Linked DNA regions of Mus musculus: all the other regions are linked to region 1. Evidence: chromatin contacts called from public HiChIP or PLAC-seq and promoter capture Hi-C data. All regions are on one chromosome and are shown on one strand. The core of a region is the stretch at or near the end of the contact, and the rest is flanking DNA. Distances in the headings are between cores, read along the strand shown. Region 1 holds the start of Ptpa (protein phosphatase 2 protein activator). Region 2 holds the start of Swi5 (SWI5 recombination repair homolog (yeast)). Region 3 holds the start of Uck1 (uridine-cytidine kinase 1). Region 4 holds the start of Pomt1 (protein-O-mannosyltransferase 1).

Evidence for each region. Promoter capture Hi-C pulls out the DNA fragments that hold promoters and counts their contacts. HiChIP or PLAC-seq counts read pairs in DNA pulled down with a chosen protein or histone mark.
Region 2: a promoter capture Hi-C map of pre-B cells shows a contact between it and region 1, with 4 times the contacts expected there. The contact joins the promoter of Swi5 here to the promoter of Ptpa in region 1. A contact is called at or near these places in 2 of 39 promoter capture datasets (liver and pre-B cells), 2 of 115 datasets of contacts at active chromatin or transcription factors (embryonic forebrain and forebrain) and 1 of 9 other capture datasets (adipose tissue).
Region 3: a promoter capture Hi-C map of liver shows a contact between it and region 1, with 4 times the contacts expected there. The contact joins the promoter of Uck1 here to the promoter of Ptpa in region 1. A contact is called at or near these places in 3 of 39 promoter capture datasets (hippocampal neurons and liver) and 2 of 115 datasets of contacts at active chromatin or transcription factors (astrocytes and forebrain).
Region 4: a FOXA1 HiChIP or PLAC-seq map of pancreatic cancer cells shows a contact between it and region 1. The contact joins the promoter of Pomt1 here to the promoter of Ptpa in region 1. A contact is called at or near these places in 1 of 39 promoter capture datasets (hippocampal neurons), 2 of 115 datasets of contacts at active chromatin or transcription factors (forebrain and pancreatic cancer cells) and 2 of 9 other capture datasets (adipose tissue and liver).

Annotation. Positions count from the first base shown.
Region 1 is chr2:30,414,447-30,417,566 of GRCm38.p6, forward strand. Ptpa (protein phosphatase 2 protein activator) reads left to right here and starts at 1,604. Exons shown (of 10, transcript NM_138748.5): 1 at 1,604-1,886. The coding sequence starts at 1,856. Crat (carnitine acetyltransferase) reads right to left here and starts at 1,302. Exons shown (of 14, transcript NM_007760.3): 1 at 866-1,302. The coding sequence starts at 892.
Region 2 is chr2:32,286,610-32,289,729 of GRCm38.p6, forward strand. Swi5 (SWI5 recombination repair homolog (yeast)) reads right to left here and starts at 1,460. Exons shown (of 5, transcript NM_175190.5): 1 at 1,277-1,460; 2 at 988-1,036. It overlaps Golga2 (golgi autoantigen, golgin subfamily a, 2), which reads left to right and starts at 1,717. Exons shown (of 26, transcript NM_001080968.2): 1 at 1,717-1,787. The coding sequence starts at 1,740.
Region 3 is chr2:32,258,675-32,261,794 of GRCm38.p6, forward strand. Uck1 (uridine-cytidine kinase 1) reads right to left here and starts at 1,431. Exons shown (of 7, transcript NM_011675.2): 1 at 1,235-1,431; 2 at 906-1,065. The coding sequence starts at 1,360.
Region 4 is chr2:32,234,973-32,238,092 of GRCm38.p6, forward strand. It overlaps Pomt1 (protein-O-mannosyltransferase 1), which reads left to right and starts at 1,668. Exons shown (of 20, transcript NM_145145.2): 1 at 1,668-1,769; 2 at 2,388-2,539. The coding sequence starts at 1,734.

The DNA.
Region 1 (3,120 bases), core at 354-2,853:
TCCCTTCCAGACCTCAGGGCCTTGGTGGCCACCCCTCTTTTGGTGGTTTGTTTGTTTTTTCTAAATGAGTTCTGGATCATCCAGGTTGGGATCAATAGTGGGGGAAATACACTTTTGTGCTTCTGCTGTGAGTAATAAGCCAAAAGACCCCATTTGGGCTCAGTTTATTAGCACAACCATGGGATTTGATTGTCTCCTTGTTTCAGTCTCCCTAGCATTAAAATGCTTATGCAGTAAGGTGGTCCCAGAGGGTGACGGAAGGCGGGACGACTTGGAGGAGGGTCTCAGGTGCTGCCAGGACTCTTAGTAGAATCTCAGTCTTAGCTGCCAACCCAGTGTCTGACAGGGCAGTCCAGTTCACAGCTGGATAGACAGCCTGAATCAGAGAGGACAGGAGCTCACCATTAGGATAGCTGCTTTAGATAAGGATGGTGAGGGGCAGCCTGCCACCTCCTGCCTCCTCCTGCCTGTTTGGGGGATTTTCAGTACTAGTCTCCACCTGAGGTTCTCTTAGCAATATGCAATGGGGAGGGTGGGCATCTGATGAACTCAAGGAGACTGGGTAGGCTTGGAGAAGTGGCTCTAGTCGGGCAGAAGCATAGCCTAGGGCTGAGCTCTCTAACCAGTAGCCCCGACAGGTGTCTGAGTCCGAATAACTGGGAGCATTAGGGAGGAGTGGAGTGGAAAGGTACAAAAGACTTGAACCTAGGTTTCTCAGTCTTCTTCTGGGATCGAACCCACCCCTTACCTGGTCTCCTTTATCCACCTTGCAGATCGCACCCTACCAGCCGGTCTGGGGTTTTCTTGACCGTTGCTGGAGGCCCGCCCGTCTTGTCCCGTCCATGGCCCTGCTGGGCGAACTCACCACGGTTCTGGCAGCAAAGGCTAACATCGTCCCAGTCTGTTTGCGGACACTTGGTCCGCTCCGCCCCTCGCGCTGGGTAAAGACTGCGCCACTGCTGGGGTGCTGGGGTCAGTGGGTTCGCGGCTCCGGTTCTAGGTTCAAGGTCGCCGAGTCACTGCCGCTAGCCAGTAGAGGCGGCCCCGCGGCCACCGGGCCCGGCGGGCTGCCGGTGGGGCAGGACTCACGGGGCGGAGCTTTGGTGGCTCGCAGTCCCCGGCCGCTCGCCCCGATCTCGGGGTGGGCCCAAGCCGGGGAGTGGCCGCAGAGGGCGGGGCTTGCGGAGACGGACCTCTAGCTCAGCTGTTAGCAGCCCGGCGCTGGGCTCCCGTCACGGGGTCACAACGGTAGGCGCTGTCCCGCTCGTGCTCTCCGCCTCCGAAAGCCACCTTAGCTGTCGAGGCGGTCACGTGCGTTCAAGTCTGACTGGTGTCCTTGAACGTCACTCTAGGAATGGCAGGAGAACACAACTGTTGACTGGGGACTGTCTCAGATTGCTTGGGTGGAGGCATGCACAAAGAAGATGACAGGTGGCCTTGCTCCGCAAGAATACTGCTGCCATACCTATTCCCTCCATCACCCCTCACCAAAACAAACAAACAAACAAACAAACAAGCAAACAGAACCCGACGCCCCGCACAAACATGGCTGCCAGCGCCGCAGTTGGCTTGCAGGCGGCAGCCGTTAGTGCGCATGCTCCTCGGCGCCCCGCACCAAGATGGCCGCTGCCTCGGTCGGCGCGGCCGCCGCGAGACGGCCGTTGGTGGGCATGCTCCCTGAGTGCCTCGCACCGGCATGGCTGCCGCCTTCGCGCGAGTGACTGTAATTCTCGGCTTCCGGTCCTAGCCAGTCAGCGCTCATTTCCCTGCTGGAAGCTTGGCGGAGCCGGGGAGAGCTGCGGGGTGAACATTGAGAGGGACCGGCGAGCATCCGCTCCGGCTCCTCACGGAGAAGATGGCCGAGGGCGAGCGGCAGCCGCCGCCAGGTAGGGCGGTTGGAGGGCCCGGGCGTGCGGGTGGGAAAGGGGTGTGGCTCGGGGGGTCTCCCGAGTCTGAGGAGCTCTGGGGACGGAGGAGGCAGGGCTGACGGCCTGGGCTGCAGGCGGGTGGCGGTGAGGGCGACCCGGCCAGGGCGGGCGGGCAGAGCGCGGTCAGGGGAAAGGCTCTGGACCTGGGGGCAGAGTTGCCTGGGGTCGGGGCGAGAGGGATCCAGGAGGCTGCGTTCTTTATGAGACTCCGCTCGGGTGGACCTGGGCCTCGCTCGGACGCCAGGCTCCTTCATGCATGTCCTGCCCACCCTGCATGTCTTCCCTCCCTCCGTCCCTCCTTCCGTCCTGCAGGCTTGGCTCTGGGGGTTTCAGTATCTGCAGAGTTAATTGAGAGAAACTGCCCACGGTGTCTAAACCACTAATTTTAAGAGGCTGTTTGTACAAAATGAGAGGGTTGGTGGCATCGTCGTCTGTAACTTTTATTTACACTGTGGCCTCGTTGTGGTCCATCTCAAGTAACTAGGGCAGAGACAGAGGCCAGATGCTCCAGTAGAGACCCCCTTTCCTGGAGGAGGAGAAAGCAGTTTGCTGACTCCGTGTAGTTAAGAAGGACTGGAAAATTCTTACAGAGTGGCTAGGTTGGCTAAACTCAGCTCGTACTTTGATAGTGTTTGATGTACCTTCCACCACACTTCCTTTTTTGTGGTCCCAAAGAAAGTCTCAGGAGGAAGAAAATTTGAAAATCAAAAGAAGCACCATTTTTGTGGCGCCCCCCCCCTAAATATATGAACACGTGGAATTCAAAACCAGACATTTATTTTAAGTTATACAAAATCTCTATGAATGTGTCGTTTTTGTTTGTTTTGTTTTTGTTTTTCGAGACAGGGTTTCTCTGTGAAGCTCTGGCTGTCCTGGAACTCACTCTGTAGACCAGGCTGGCCTCGAACTCAGAAATCCACCTGCCTCTGCCTCCCATGTGCTGGGAGTGCGCCACCACTGCCTGGCCTTATGGATGTGTCTTAATCGACTTTAGTGTTGACATCAAGACATAGATAGTAGCTAGCACTCGGGAGGCAGAGGCAGGTGGATTTCTGAGTTTGAGGCCAGCCTGGTCTACAGAGTGAGTTCCAGGACAGCCAGGGCTATACAGAGAAACCCTGTCTCCACAAAAAAAAAAAAAAAAAGAGTAGCTATCAGGCAGGCAGACTCCTTTTGAAATGAGTGTCTCTGA
Region 2 (3,120 bases), core at 210-2,709, 1.9 Mb after region 1:
TCCTGGCTCTCTAGCATTTTGAGTTGCTAAGGCAGGAGGATGAAGAGTATTAAACTAGTGTGGGACCACAAAAGGGCATCCTTGAATACAGCCTGAGTCTGGGACCAGCCTGCCTCCATCTGAGGCTTAAAAGCCATCTTATTAAGTACAAAATACACTCAATCCTCTTTATGATTAAACCTGCTTCTCAAGGAATTGGGCTATGCCCCACCTAAAACCTTAACTTCAAATGGTTCTGCATGGCCTGTTACAGGGATGGCAGTCTTGTCTTTGTTCCAAAAAGTTGTTTATAACCATCTTGCAACCCCACCTTTGTTTCAAAAGGAAGACCTTGTTCTGCCCATCTTGCAATCATGTCTTTGAGGAGGTCATTTGGACTAACGGGTATGCTTATGTTCTGCCTCTGTAACCCCACCAAGTCCCCATTTAGAAACCCCCTACCCCTGAACTCTAAAAAGCCTTGTCGTCCTCAATCCGAGGCTGACTTTTCGAGCTCCGCCTTAGGGACCCGTTTACACGAATTAAAATGTTTGCTTTAACCAACTGTTTGCTTTGAGTTGGCCACTATGATTTGGGTCTTTCTCCTCTAATCTTTGGTATTGACAACTGTCTCAAAGGGAAGGGGTATAAAAAAAAAAGAAATTACTAAAAAGAAGCGAATCATCTAAAAGAGTACTTTAAAAATTCATCTTTTGAGGATGAGAAATGAATAACTTTGAGTTTTGGGGGTGGCATTGGGAGTGGTCAGCATAAAGATGCACATATTTCTTGACTGGGGAACCATGCAGGGACTGGTGGCAGGCTGGGTGAGGGGACAAAGCAACGAGCAAGAGCGGTTGGAGAAGCGTAGGCATCGGGCAGGTAGGACTGGGAGGGGAGGAACCCATGTCTGAGAAAGGAAAGAGAAGGAGTGGAATTAGGAAAGGGCTAAGCTTGGAGGCGACCGGCGGGTGCTGGGATGCAGAGGGGTGGGGCTGATATACTCACCGGTGATCGGTAGCCGCCATGGTAAAGTCGGCTGAATTCTGACTCACCCCTGGGGAGGAACCCGAGAAAAAGGCTGATGAGGATGGGGTTACCGAGGGGGCGCGGGAGCCGCAGCTGCAAGAGGTTGGGTCGGGACCCAGCTACTGGGATGGGGTGGGGGTCTTTGGGGTCGGGGTGCGCATCGTGGGAAGGGGAAAGTGTGGAGAACGGGTTACGGAGAGGCCTGGTGAGGAGGCGTGAGGGGTCGGGCAAGGGCTGGAAAACGAAGCGCGGCGCGCTCCTCACCCACCTCCTGAACCCTAAGGTCCGGGGCACCCGGAGTGGGGTGGGCTTAAACTCGGAAGGGTCCAGGGTTGGGGTTAAACGGCTGCTTCAGGGAACTAGAAACCGACGACGGAGACCACCAACCGCCCCACGTCAGGCTGCGCACGCACCAAGTTAAAGCGGTTCCGCCCCTGCTTCCCATAGGCCGCTGTGAGGGGTCATGGCTGCGCGCGCAGCTCTCGTCGTTAACTCCACCCGTCGCTCAGGCCTCGCGACCGCGTGGCCACGCCTCCCTGTCGTTCATCGTTCTCATCAGCCAATGGGCTTGGAGAAGGTAGGTCACGCTGGGTTTCCGAGCGTCCAAGGGGCGCTCTGCACCCGCCTTCTCTGGCCCTTGTAGAGAAGCCGTAGCTTCCGGAAGCAGTTTCGCGGTGGCTGCCGGGATCGTGGTGATGTGGCCCCCCCGCTTCCCCCCTCCCCGCCCCGGGATGTCGGAAGAAACCAGGCAGAGCAAATTGGCTGCGGCCAAGAAAAAGGTAAAGCGCTCCGGGTCGCGGCCCCTTGACCCCACCCGAGCTCCTCCAACGGCAGGACCCATGACCAGAGTCCGAGTCTTTCCCGAGACACACGGGTAGAAGAACCCCTCAGCGCCCTGGGCTCCCCCAGTGAAGTCTTCTCAGCCAGCCCCGCCCCCTCAGCAACCCAGCCCCCGCCCTCTCAGTCGCCCCTAGGTGACTTTGGTCAGTGACACAGGGTCTCTTAGCCCCCGGCTCCGGACGCTCCAATCCAGACCTCCCAGGGCACCTGTCTCCAAGGTCCTCGGTCCTGGCCCTGTAGGCGACTCGGGCGTTGGTAGTATGGAGTGGAATGTAGTTACGTCACAGTCCCCCCTCGAAACTGTCATTACTACTCCGAGTCTGGTTTGGATTGCTCCACCTGCTCACCTAATGTTGTTGCCCCTTTTCCCGTTTCTCTGGTGGAGAACCCATTTCCACCTGGAAGGGAGCCCAAGTGTGGAATCTAGTGCGGAGACGCTGTAGGCGCCCGCATTCCCTTAACTTAGCATTAGTGTGAGCACAACACTGTCAGCACCCCTTGCTGACATGGATTGGTTTGGTTTGGATTTGGTTGTCTGCTCTCTAGAGAGACTGTAATCTCTCTGGAGCAAAACGCATGTTATAGTGTTGATCAGTGTCTTGGGGAACTGAACTTAACTTAAAATTCAGCCAGAATGTCTTTTCCAACTGGGGTGGTGAGAAGCACGGGATGCGGGTGAGGCATCTCACGGGAAACATCACTTTCCCATGCTTCTTTTGAGAGAAAAAAACCATAAAAGTCTGGTTTGGCATTTTCATAGATTTGTAGAGACTTCTCTCTGCGATGACAAGGGCTGTGCCCTTTCTGTTCCCATGTTCACTAAAGCCGTGGCTTCACGGTTTCTGCCCTTCTGTCATGTTGTAAACTTAGGAAGCAGGTTTAGGAAGTACTGCGGTGTACCTTTAGTATGTGTTGCTAAAACGGCCCCAGTGGAGTTAGGAGTGGAGCTGAGTTGTTAGGGTGTTTGTTTAGTATATACAAGGGCCTGTTCAGTACTCAGCGTAGTTTGCAAGAGTGGTGGCCTACCATGTATGAGGCTCTGGCTTGGATCCTGCAATGGCATTAGCTGGGCAGAGCAATGCATGCCTCTAATTTCCAAGACTGGAGGTAGAGGCAGAAGGATCAGGCCTTCAAGGTTATTTTTGTCTATATATGGAATTTGAGACCAGCTTGGTATATGGCATACCCAATATTGGGGCTGGAGAGAGGTTCAGCAGGTAAAAGCACTTGTTGCTCTTGCAGAGGACCTGGGTATAGCTCCCTTCACCCACA
Region 3 (3,120 bases), core at 181-2,680, 1.8 Mb after region 1:
AACAGGAGAAGCCCAAACTGCCCATTTGCTCTGGTGCAGCAGAGGAGGAGGACCACCTCTGCCCAAGGGCAGCGCAGCTGGGAGCCAGGGGTGCTGAGGACCCCACAGCACACCCCAGGATGAAGGGTAAGGTTGTCCCACCAGAAACTGGAACAAAGACTTTCTGATTGGCTGACACTGGGGGAAAGAGATCATTTGAGCCTCTGCTCCTCTGTATCTGGCAAAACAAAGTTAAGAGTCCTATTCTCTGACCTTCAGGAGTCCCTAGGAAAGCTTAAACCTTCAGGAACACAGGCCCCTACCAGGCCAGGAAGCTCCAAGGCCTGAGCCCCAGATTAACCTCTGTTTCTACAACTGGCCTCCCTGAAGACTGACTGCCCCGAGACAGCTTGGGGAATCCAAAGGTCAGGCAGGCGGTAGGTAGGGTGTACAAAGGGCTCCTCAGCAACAAGGTGCCAGGCAGAGATTTCAACACATCAAGAAGCGATCCTCAACATCTCCTGGCTCCTCCTTCCTAAGTGGCTCTAGCAAAAATCTTGAGTCACTCCAGGCTCATGGAATTCAGCAAACCCTACCTTTCTGTGGGCCCACTACCAAGGGAAATGAGGGTAATGTTTCACGGAGCCCCATTGCTGCTGCATTCAATCCCCGCCCCCCTTGGCAGTTGGTGTCCAGCAGTTCTCTCTGGACAGCCTCAGTCTGGCACTTTGCATCCTATGTACACATCCCTGGACAGCCTCGGTGGCAGTCTGCATCCAACAAACATCTCCTACAGCCCTGGTCCAGCAGTCTGCATCCATACACATCTCTGTATCTGTCTGGCAGTCTGCAATCTCTGTAGAGCCCATATCTCACAGCAGTTTATCCTCTACCCCCAGCTCTCCAGGCAGACATTCTCCAGGTACCTGGGTGGTCAAAATTGTACTGTCCCTTCAAAGCCTTGGCCTTCTGCTCGGCCGTCAGAACCTTGTAGAAGCAGTCCTGGCTCAGGATGACCAACTTGCGCTGCCGGCGGTCCACTTCGTTCTGTCCCAGCAGCTCCATGATCTTCTCACACACTGTTGACTGGGGACAGAAGGTGCCAAAAGTGAGCTTGTGCACTGAGTGACCCGCCAGCCCCTGGGGACGACCCCCTTAGCTGCTAGCAACAGGTGCCGCGGTTGGGCCAGAGGCAATGGCGCCCCAACCAGCGGCCTGGCAATCCCTCCGCGAGGCCCAGGCGCAGGGCGCTCACCTTGCCACTAGCGGTGCCGCCGCTCACGCCGATGAGGAACGGCCGCGGCTGGGGACGATCGGCCTCGGGCGCGGCGCTCTCCGAGCCGCCGCCTCCCGCCGAAGCCATATCCGGAGCGACGGACATACATTCACCGACTCTGCCCGCTCCCGCCTGGACGTAGTGACGGATGCTGTGCGCATCGCTTCCGGGGACATGAGCGCATGCGCGCATGAGGCGCGGCACTCAAGGCCGTGTCCCTGAAGAGCCTCAGTGACTCCAGAATGACCCCTTTACCTGGAGGCGGGGCCTGGATGGGGCTCCACCTCCCGACGAGACGCACACTCAAGTGCTGGACTAGACCAAGGTCTCCAGCCCACTGACCCCTATTTCCCTAGCACAGCCGAGATCCTGTCACCCACAGGGTTAGGACCGTCCCTGCCTTATGCTTAACCCCATCAGTGCCTCCTGCCACGTGAGAACGTGTCATCCTGAGACACTTAGGAAGACCTCCCTCTCCCTGGCGCATTATTTAAGTATCTATGAATCTGTTAAAATCTCTTGATTTTTAGACAGATTCTTACCGCATAGCCCTTGCTGTCTGGTACTCTGAAGCCCAGGCTGGCCCCAAACATTCTCCTGCCTCAGCCTTCTGAGGGTGGGAGTAACAAGCATGTACCACCATGCCTGGCTTTTTAAAAAAAGGAAATATTTATAATAATTTTATTTATATGTGCTTGTGTGTGTGTTATGGGTCTGTGCACATGACTGAAGTGCCTGGGGAGTGTCAGATCCCCATAAGGCTGTAGTTACAGGCAGTTGTGAGCTGCCCATTTTAAATGCTGGGAACTGAACTCTGGTCCTATGCAAGAGCAGTACACTTTTTTTTTTTTCCACTTTACTTTATATGTATGGCTGTTTTACGTGCCCGTGTTTTTGTACCACATGCTTGGAGTTCCCACAGCGACCAGAAGAGGGAGTCGGTTCCCTCTGGTAGTGAACTTTCTAACAGTTAAAAGCTACCAGTAGGTACTGGGAATTGAAACTAGGCTTCTGGAAGAGCAGTCACTCCAACTCTCACTCCAACTCCAACAACCTGGCTTTTAAATTCTGTTGTTGTTGTTGTTGTTGTTTTGCTTTCTTTATGACAAATGTCTCATTGCGTAGCCCAAGCTGGCCTAGAACTTGCAAAGGAGATACGAATGGCTCTGAACTCACAGTGAGAGACCTCCTGCTTCTGCCTCCTGAGTACTAAGAATAAAGGCGTGCGCCATCATGCCTGGTCTTCAATTCTTCCTGTGAGCATTGATTGCTCCTGACGTTCATTTGCTATGAATACTTAGGGGGTTGAGAAATGGGGTGGAGCACTTACCTGGACGCTGCTGGACTCTCCAGTCTTGCTGCCTGCCTCGAGCAGAGGTGCTGCCAGTCCACCAGCCCAACTGCTTTTATGTCAGCACAGACTTGAAGCACTTGGTTGAGGCCTTAAGACAACCATGGAGTGGCCAGAGCTCCTGAAAGACCCAGCCTCATCCAGGCCTGTTTTAATTTGTACCAGACTTTTCTATCATAAGTCTCTAGATGGCCTGGGCCAGAGTGGGAGCCTGGAAGGAAAGACTGAGAGAAAAGGATTGCTCGTTTTGAAGGAACAGCTTCAGACAGGCTTGTGAGAGTCAGGCGATGAACATGAGACTCAGGACTGCAAGGAACAGCCATGCCACCCAGATGCCACCTAGCTGTCCCTCGAGCCTCTCTAGGCATGGATGTTAGAACTCAGCTTTCCCTCGGGATTCAGTCCAGGATCTCAGCCCGTTAGATGGTGGGCCATCCAGGGCTGGCCTTCTTTTTGTCTTGGTTAAACTTTACCAGAAACACCTTCATAGAGACATTGTCTTTGGGTTTTACTG
Region 4 (3,120 bases), core at 418-2,917, 1.8 Mb after region 1:
ACAGGCAGCCTGTGGTTAAGGCACATCTCGAAAATGGGCAGCACCAAGAAGCCTTGTCCTCTCTGTGGGCCAACCCATGACCATCCTATCCTGTACTTCCTGCCTGATTGCTATCTGGGTTTCTATAGGAACAAGTGGAGGACTGCACTGTACTTCTGTGGAAGAAAAAATTAGATCTGGGGCAGGAAAGGTCAGGGGGATTCATATAGATAGGTTCAGGCTCAGTCATCACTGAGGCCTGGAACCTAGGTACAGGGCTGTCGGGACATTTTATTTATCAAATGTCATTTGTTAACACTAGTGAAGGGTGGTGTGGATTCAGAAGTCACTGGTGAGCATACAGTTGTAGGCCAGCCAGCATTACAAAAAAAAAAACAAAGTGCCAAAGGCAGTGCATGAGAAATCCCAGTCCCCCAGGCATAAGCCTCTTGCTACAGAACAGGCAAGGGTCTGGGTAGTAGCATCCACTAGCTTTTAAAGCCACATACATACCTCAGGTTTCCAGCAAGCAACACAATTTCCTCCTGAAGCTGAGTGCCCACGAGCTGTCCTGAAGCACCAGCATGACTTACATGATCAGACTAAACTTGGAACCCAAAGAGCTCGCTCTCCAATCTTCTGGCGCCCTTTCTTTGCAGGAACTTGGGTAGACTATGCTTAAACGATGAACAAACAATTCCGTGCACTCTTGACTAATGTATTTTATATGTATCTGTGGTAACTTGACTGCCTGGTGCCAGATTCTCTGGAATTGCGGTTCCAGATGATTCTGAGCTGTCATGTGGATGCTGGAAATGGAATCAAGGACCTCTTTTTTTGTTTTTGTTTGTTTTGTTTTCGAGACAGGGTTTCTCTGTATATCTGTAGACCAGGCTGGCCTCGAACTCAGAAATCCGCCTGCTCTACAGCGTGAGTTCCAGGACAGCCAGGGCTATACAGAGAAACCCTGTCTCGAAAAAAAAAAAGAAGAAGAAGAAGAAGAAAATCCCTAAGGACCTCTTTAAGAGCATCCAGTGCTCCTAACCACTGAGCGATCGCCCAGCCCCATTGCTACAATCTTAAACCGGATGTCACCCAATGCTAAGCTAACTTGTAAAAACTGAATTTTGGCAAAACATCTGGAGTCGGTTCGGGCTTGGCTTGCCATCTGAGCGTGATTGTAATACCCACCCACCTAAAAAGGCATGATTGTAATACCTGCGCTGGGGAAGCAAAGGCAGTAGTTCAAAGCCATCATCCTCTACATAGCGAGCCTGAGACCTTGGGGAGGAGGAGGGACAGACAGCTTGTAGGCATTCCAGTGTGGGAAGAGTTGAGAAAAAGCGATCCACCACTCACACAGCTCCAGGAGGTACAACGCACCCGAGGCTTCAAAGCTCTTACTCCTGCCCGTAAGCTAACGCGCTGCTTAACGAAACCGCTAAAGTAGACGCGAGGCCCGAAACGGAGAGCTCCGAGCACGTGAACAGCTTGTGGAAACACACTGTGCTTTATTAAAAAGGGGAAAGGGAGCCCTAAGGATAGGACAGTCAGTATGCCCAACTTTGATGGCCGGTGAGCACGCCGCGCATGCGCGCCACTACCTCGCGCTCCGGCTGCGCACGCGCGTCTCAGAGTCTGTCGGCCGCGTAGACACAACTAGTTGAGCGTCGATCCGTGGCCGCTGCAGAGTAATCGAGCGGCCTCGCCCCCAACGGTCGATCCTGCCTGGCGGTTCGCAGGCCTGGCTCCACATGGGGAGCCACTCTACGGGACTCGAAGAAACGCTCGTAGGTTTTGGAGTGCCAGATTTGAGAGCCCTCCTGGGGTCTGGGATCCGGCTTAGGGGCGGCGCGCTAGGGACGGTGGATGTTCGGATCCTGGCTGAGCAAGTCGTTTCCAGGGCGGCCTCTTGTAAAAGCCAGAGTGGGAAGAACTGTAGAGAAAGAACGGGCTCGGGGCACAAGCAACTCTAGGAGGAGAGGAATGCCTCCAGAAGAGGGAAAAGTCCATCCAGGTCACTGGGCTATGACAGTGCCCAGAGCTCCTCAGGGTCTTAGTTTTCAACCACATTGGGAAGGGACAGGAGAGGCCACTTCATTCATTAGCAGCCTTGTTCCTAGCAAGTGCCCAGCAGGTGTTTTTGGAATGACTTGTAGAAATGAGTATCCAGTTCTGAGATTCCTGAATTCACCCCTCAGATGTTTTTATGTATACCCTGTGCTTGAACACAACTGTAATTCTCCAACAGGTATGTTCTGGAAGAGTCCTTCTGGTTCTATTAACCCAACCCGCTATGCTGTAAATTCATCGTGACGCCAGGCGGCTTTAGGACCCTGTGGCCTCGTTTGTGCCTTCCCGGGCTGCTGTCCGTTTACTTTAATGGTAGTTCTTTCCCTCTTTTCCAGGGAGTCCTCCCGAGCTGGCTTTTCTGCAAAATGTTAAGATTTTTGAAACGGCCTCTAGTGGTGACTGTTGACATCAATTTGAACTTGGTAGCTCTGACTGGCCTGGGACTACTTACCCGACTATGGCAACTCTCCTACCCTCGGGCTGTGGTGTAAGTAGAGATCGGGGAGGAGAGTCAATGATCCAAGAGTCATTGTAATTAGTGACAGGAATCACCTTGCCGTACAGTGCAAAAGAGAGACATTCTGGGTTTCTTGGATCTCTTGGTGATGGATGTTTTAGCAGTGTATTGCTCAGGGTTCTCTAGAGTAACAACTTAAGAAGAACACTATGTTTGCATGTGTGTATATGTAAATAAATATAATATAGTATACATATATACATATGATTTATTGGAATGACGACTTACTGGCTGCAGTCCAGCTAATCCAACAATCGCTGACTGTGAATGGAAAAGTCCAGGACTCCAGTAGTTTTCTGCTCAGTCCACATGGCTGGGTGTCTCAGCTGGTCTTCAGTATACTCTGGCTTCCCAAAGAAGTGGGCTCTAGTGCCAAGGAAGGAATGGTCTTGCTAGCAAGGCGAGGGCAAGCAGGCTCAGAGGAAAACTTCCTACTTCTGTGTCTTTAAATAGATTTTCAGCAGGTGTGGTGCAAATTAAAGGTGTGTCTTCCCACCTCAAAATCTGGATTAAACTAGTGTTCCTTCCTGCCTTAAAGGTCCAGACGAGAA